2 separate regions of the Mus musculus genome follow, and region 1 is linked to region 2. Evidence: chromatin contacts called from public Micro-C data. All regions are on one chromosome and are shown on one strand. The core of a region is the stretch at or near the end of the contact, and the rest is flanking DNA. Distances in the headings are between cores, read along the strand shown. Region 1 has its middle 66 kb from the start of Gm40638. Region 2 overlaps Atg5 (autophagy related 5).

Evidence for each region. A called contact is a pair of places that touch in the nucleus more often than the background predicts.
Region 1: a contact with region 2 is called in a Micro-C map of embryonic fibroblasts, with 3 times the contacts expected there. The contact joins two enhancer-like sites. A contact is called at or near these places in 6 of 484 Hi-C or Micro-C datasets (adipose-derived mesenchymal stem cells, bone marrow-derived macrophages, cortical neurons and 3 more) and 1 of 115 datasets of contacts at active chromatin or transcription factors (astrocytes).

Annotation. Positions count from the first base shown.
Region 1 is chr10:44,876,247-44,879,178 of GRCm38.p6, reverse strand. No RefSeq gene overlaps it. Among named protein-coding and RNA genes, the nearest start is that of Gm40638, 66 kb to the left of the region's middle. Within about 2 kb of position 1,573, at least 10 of the 459 cell types and tissues checked have an H3K27ac peak or open chromatin away from gene starts, as enhancers often do. A contact at or near this core is called in embryonic fibroblasts, where this site is marked.
Region 2 is chr10:44,315,236-44,318,127 of GRCm38.p6, reverse strand. All of the region lies in intron 5 of Atg5 (autophagy related 5), which reads right to left. Among named protein-coding and RNA genes, the nearest start is that of Mir1929, 43 kb to the left of the region's middle. Within about 2 kb of position 1,442, at least 55 of the 459 cell types and tissues checked have an H3K27ac peak or open chromatin away from gene starts, as enhancers often do. A contact at or near this core is called in embryonic fibroblasts, where this site is marked.

The sequences.
Region 1 (2,932 bases), core at 324-2,823, 560 kb before region 2:
GTTTCATGTGTTTTGCAAATTGTATCTTATATCTTGGGTATTCTAAGTTTCTGGGCTAATATCCACTTATCAGTGAGTACATATCATGTAAGTTCTTTTGTGATTGGGTTACCTCACTCAGGATGATGCCCTCTAGGTCCAACCATTTGCCTAGGAATTTCATAAATTCATTCTTTTTAATAGCTGAGTAGTACTCCATTGTGTAAATGTACCACATTTTCTGTATCCATTCCTCTGTTGAGGGGCATCTGGGTTCTTCCCAGCTTCTGGCTATTATAAATAAGGCTGCTATGTTTTGTATGCCCGCAGGGGAGCTGGCTCATGGTACCAGCCTCCTAGTTCAATAAAGGGAAACATTTTCTGTACAAAATTATACAGCAATAGAGTAGACATGGATGAAGGGACAAATACACAGGAGCATCTGGTGTATAGCAAAAGGCACCTAACCCAGCCTTATGAAGGAGGAGAATTCGGAAGTTGTCCTTTATGAAATCTGCCTCTTGGGCAACAGTCTTTCTGCCTGCTATGTAAGGACCACAATTGAAGTTCAATATAGTCCATAGACATGATGCTATAACTTCATGTTTTATTTTATTTACTTATTTTAAACATTTCTTGTGTGTGTGTGTGTGTGTGTGTGTGTGTGTGTGTGTGTGTGTGTGTGAACATGATATGTTTGGGGGCAGGGATCACATGTTCCACAATGTGTGAATATGTGGGGGTCAGAGGACACTTTTGAAATTGGTTTTATCCACCCACCTTTATGTGGGTCCCAGGAATTGAACTCAGTGGTCAGGCTTGTGAAGCCAAGATCTTTGCTCATTGAACTGCCTCACCTGGCCTGTTTCATGCATTAGAGCAAATCACAGGTATTCTGCCCCCTTGTGTGGTTCACAGGGTTTGAATATGAAGTGTTCAATGTTAAGATTTTTGCCCCAGCATTCACAAGAGATGTAGTTTTTGAATATCTGGTGTGAGATGCAGGTGAGGGAGCTTTGTCTACACATCTGGAACACAGGGAGATGGAATTTGGTTTTGGGTCTGGTTTCCTGCTTTGTCTATCAATTACATGAAAATCCCCAAACATCCACATTTCTTACTATTGGAGGCACCAAATATCACCAGAATCTTTGGTGTGAAATAAATGATGTTCTTGGACACAGCTGTAAGGTTTGATGTTTTGTTGTTGTTGTTATAGGTGGATCAAAGCTAATGCTGGCAATTACTTTAACCTTAAGCCAACAACGATGACTGTGATGACAGCTGAGCCTGCTTTTTGTGTTCCTAAGACCCTTTTAACAACTAATTTCTCATGCTTATAAATATTATTTTTTCCTGGCTCAAAGTCTGAAAATACTAGAATTAACTCTTCAAATGTTTCACTCCCTCAAATTCAACTCTGTGATAAACCAGTAGAACTTCCGACTGGTAAACATCCCTTCTCTGAAGACTTGTCTGTGGATTACTGTTCTGTTTTGTAGATGAGAAACGGGCATGGATGAGGCATACAACTGACCTAAACATTCATAGCACCTTACAGTACAGTCTAGGAATCTGGTCCACAGTGCCCACGGTATTTCAGACTGTGGCTTAGTCATGAGACAAAGCATTGGAAGAATCCAATGTCATTAAAAATGTTCTGTTAGTGTCGATCAATTCCCAAGATACAAAATGTGATAAACCCTGGCAAGGACAATGAACCACCCCTGAAAAACAGAAAGGAACAACTGCTAGCAGTTGCCTCCCAACCTTAGCCTTGACTATCCCGTTTGGAGAACTGGAAACTCACGGCAGATGGGGTTGGCTCTCTTTCAGTAATGTCTGCGCTACTCAGATACTCTTGTGCAAACTCAGTTTCTGAAAGTTATGAAGGGGATTTTTGGTTGAGCAAAATGTTCTTGTAAAAGTTGTCTCCTATTAAATCGTAGACACAACTCCAAGGAATTTCTTACTAGAAAGCAGTGCATTACTCTAGGATGAATCATGGATTGGTTTTCCAGGCTCTTCTGACTGAGATGCACTCGCACGTACTCACATGAGACGTACAGTATTTCTTTACTGTATGTATAACTGAGATGCCCACTGAAGAATCATCTAAGGCAGAGTTAGAGTAAGTTTGTTATATGTAAAGAGGACCCAGTGAAACCTGGTTAAAGCAACCTCCAATGTAATAAACTGCAAGTTAATTAGAAAGTGTGTACAGAGCACTGAGCAGAGCACCCTTATGCTACCTTCAATATTATCTGTCAAGAACTTCTGCCTTCTTGCCTTTTGATGGCATGTGGAATAAATTCCAACAGGGAAAGAGGAAGTCACTCAAAAGTCAAGTCCTGTTAGATGGGATTGAAGTGATTACTGCAAGCAAGGCAATTAATATATTCTTAGATTACATTCACCTTTGTGGACTTGTAGTAAGAGTACAAAAAATCTACAATTACTACATTTCAAGTTTAGAACACATTATTATTAGCTCTCCTCCTCCTCCTTATCCTTCACAGCGTGGCTCCACGCCCCTAGACCACCATCTTCCTGTCCCATCTTGGATCCTGCACTTCATGCCATGGTTTTGCTTTCTTTTTCTGTGCAATTGATTTTCCATTCACTTGTGGTACGATTTCATATACAAGTGAGATGCTCTTCTAATTTTCCTATGCCTGGCCTATTTCACACAGCAAAATGTTACTCCAGTTTCACACATGTTGGAGATTAGAGGAACCTTAGTGGCAAAAAGTTTAAGATCGGATACTTTCCTCTTGAGCATATCACAGTTTCTCCACCAATTCATTCATCAGTGAATACTTAAACGTTTCTATGTTTTAGTTGTGAAATCATACAAATCAAGAGGTGGGGCAGGGGTGAGGTGTTGCTCTCATCTCCGTATTCCACAGTGGAACTAGTTTTGTGAGGGATTTATGTATGGTTTTCCTTAGTA
Region 2 (2,892 bases), core at 193-2,692:
TTTTGCCCTGCTTGTTTTTTTGAGAGACAGTCTCACTATGCAGCTTTGGCTTGCTTCAAACTCATAGACAGCCATCTGTTTCTGTCTCCCAAGCGCTGGGATTAAAGGTGTGTGCCACCATGTCTGGCCATTTTTGTTTGTTGTTGTTGTTTTGAGACAGGGTTTCTCTGTGTAGTCCTGGCTGTCCTGGAACTCACTCTGTAGACCAGGCTGGCCTCGAACTCAGAAATCCGCCTGCCTCTGCCTCCCAAGTGCTGGGATTAAAGGCGTGCACCACCACTGCCCGGCTGCATTTTGTTTTTTATATGGACTTCTTAGTCAGTACAAGATAGGAATGGAATGTGGTTGGGATTTACATTTCTGTAATAACTGAGTATCTGTACATGTGCTTGCAAGGCCATTTATGTACTTGGAGACATCTCTGGAGAAATGCTCAAAGTTTTAATTTGTTTTAATTTATTATTGTGTATGATAGCATGTGTGAATATATAAATAGAGGCACACATGCCACACTGCACATGTGAGGTCAGAGGAAAACTTTTGGGGACAGAACTGCTCCCCTTACTGTGGCTCCCGGGCATGATGGCACACTTCCATAATCAAAACTCATGGGAGGTAGAGGCAGGATGATCAAGATTCCAAGGCTAGCCTTGGCTACATAGTGTGTTTGAGGGCATCCTAGGCTACTTGAGACCCTGTCACAAACAAACAAAAAGCCCTCCAGCAGAGCTGGAGACAAAGGCATGAGGATCATCATTACAGGCTTGTGGCTACCTTGATCCAGGGCAGCTAGAATACCAAGATCCTGACTCAAGACGCTGCAAAGCAAATCCCCAAAGCAAGTCTACATTAACATAGATTTACTCGGATTCCAACAGGAGGGAGAGGGAGAGAAAAAAAACCCAGAAAATAGACTAACTCTCAACTAGGGAAGATTTAAGACTGCAGGAGAGATTGGGTAACTGTCTGGAGACATTATTGTCAAAACTTGTCTGTATGCCTAGAGATTAGTGGATGGAAGCCAGGAAAACTGCTACATACTACAATACATAGGACAGCTCCGCCAAGTAACTATGTTGACCCAAAATGCTGATGGAAGGAAACCAGTCACAGGGTACTGAAAGATGATAAGCAAACTAAGAGAAAGGAGCCCCACCCACCCTAGCTTCCAATTCACGCTTTAACTTATGCACTACAGTATGGCCGGGTCTTACAACACCAACCATTTAACAGACTTCTCAGCAGAGTGTGCTGAGATTGCTAAGCGAAAGGCTCCTCTGTAGTTCCCAACGGCCACGAGAAAGATCAGAGTCACTAGGCTAAAGACAGTAAAGGAGACGTCACTCCTGTCATATGGCCAGCTGTGCAGTCTTCTCAGGCACGCGGATGTCAGCACACGGAAAGCTTCTATAAACAGTGGAGGCCCTAAAGGGCCTTCTGGGTCCCTACTGTTACTCAGCTACTTGTGGGTTACAGATTCACTTGGGCCTGGATACCGGGATGAGCTTCTCTAACCCAGGGTGCTAACTACACTCCTCAACTGAGGGTGAACCCCAGGTGTGGCTTTTCTCCTCCCAGCCCTAAGTAGCACACAGAGCTTCCTCATAACTAACAGTCACTCTCTATAAGACTTACACATTTACCCACTCAGTCTACTGCGTGGTTTCTGCCTCCTGAGCAGGCCTGATGAGTCACCAAGACTGAATGAAATCCTGAGCTCCATCCCGGGACTCACACTGTGGAGAAAATCCAACTCCTGCAGGTTCTCTTCTTCCTTCTAACACACATGCACACATACACACACATTAAATGTAATGAAAAACTAAAACCACAAAGAATCTGTATTAATTACTCTTAAACATCCTTATAAAATCTGTATTTTCCACTGGTAGGCCAGCTGGGCTTTAACTTATACCAACACTCCAGGTTCTGCCTCCCAGGTGCTAGGATTACAGATATGCGCCACCACACCCAGCTAGAGTTATTTTTATAGTTATTAAAAGATATGAATAAAAGTCAAAGAACAGCAGCGCTAAGAGAAGGTGCAACCAGGTGTCTTTATACCGGAAGTTTGTAATGATGGTCCTTGCAGACACTCATCAGTTTAAAATTAAAACAAAACAAAACAAAACCAAAACAAAGCACCCAGAAGCGCTTATCCAGAACATTATCTGTCCGTGAACCCTGCATGGTGGTACATGCCTATGATTGTAGCCAGTGGACAACTGAGGTGTGTTGTGTGAGACATGGCACACGTGTTCTCACATCCCAGCACCCTGCGGGAACCCTCTCTACCGAATTCTTTTTTTCCCCCCTTGGATTTTTTTTTATTTACATTTCAAATGTTTTCTTTCCAGGTCTCCCCATCGTAAACCCTCTATCCTTCCCCTCCTCCCCCTGTCTCTATGAGGGTGCTCCCCAACTCACCCACTCCCATCCTCCTGCCCTGGCATTCCCCTACACTGGGACATTGAACCCTCTCAGGCCCTCGGGCCTCTCCTCCCACTGACATCCAACAAGGCCACCCTCTGCCACATATGTGGCCAGCGCCATGGGCAGCTCCGTGTTATTCTTTGGTTGGTGGTGCAGTCCCCAGGAGCTCCCGGGGAGGGGGTGGGGTCTAGTCTGTTGACACTGTTGCTCCCTCCATGGAGATGCAAATCCTCTCAACTCCTTCAGTTCCTTCTCCAACTCCTCCATCCGGGACCCCAGAGCTCAGTCTGGCAGAGCCTCTCAGGAGAGAGCCATACCAGGCTTCTATCAGCAAGCACTTCTCACCCTTATTCTTAAGACAGGGCCTCTCACTGAACCTGGAACTCCTTCAGAGGTCATAAGCCCTAGCAAGCCTCCTGTCTCTGCACCCCTCTCTGCACCCCACAATGGAGTTGCAGG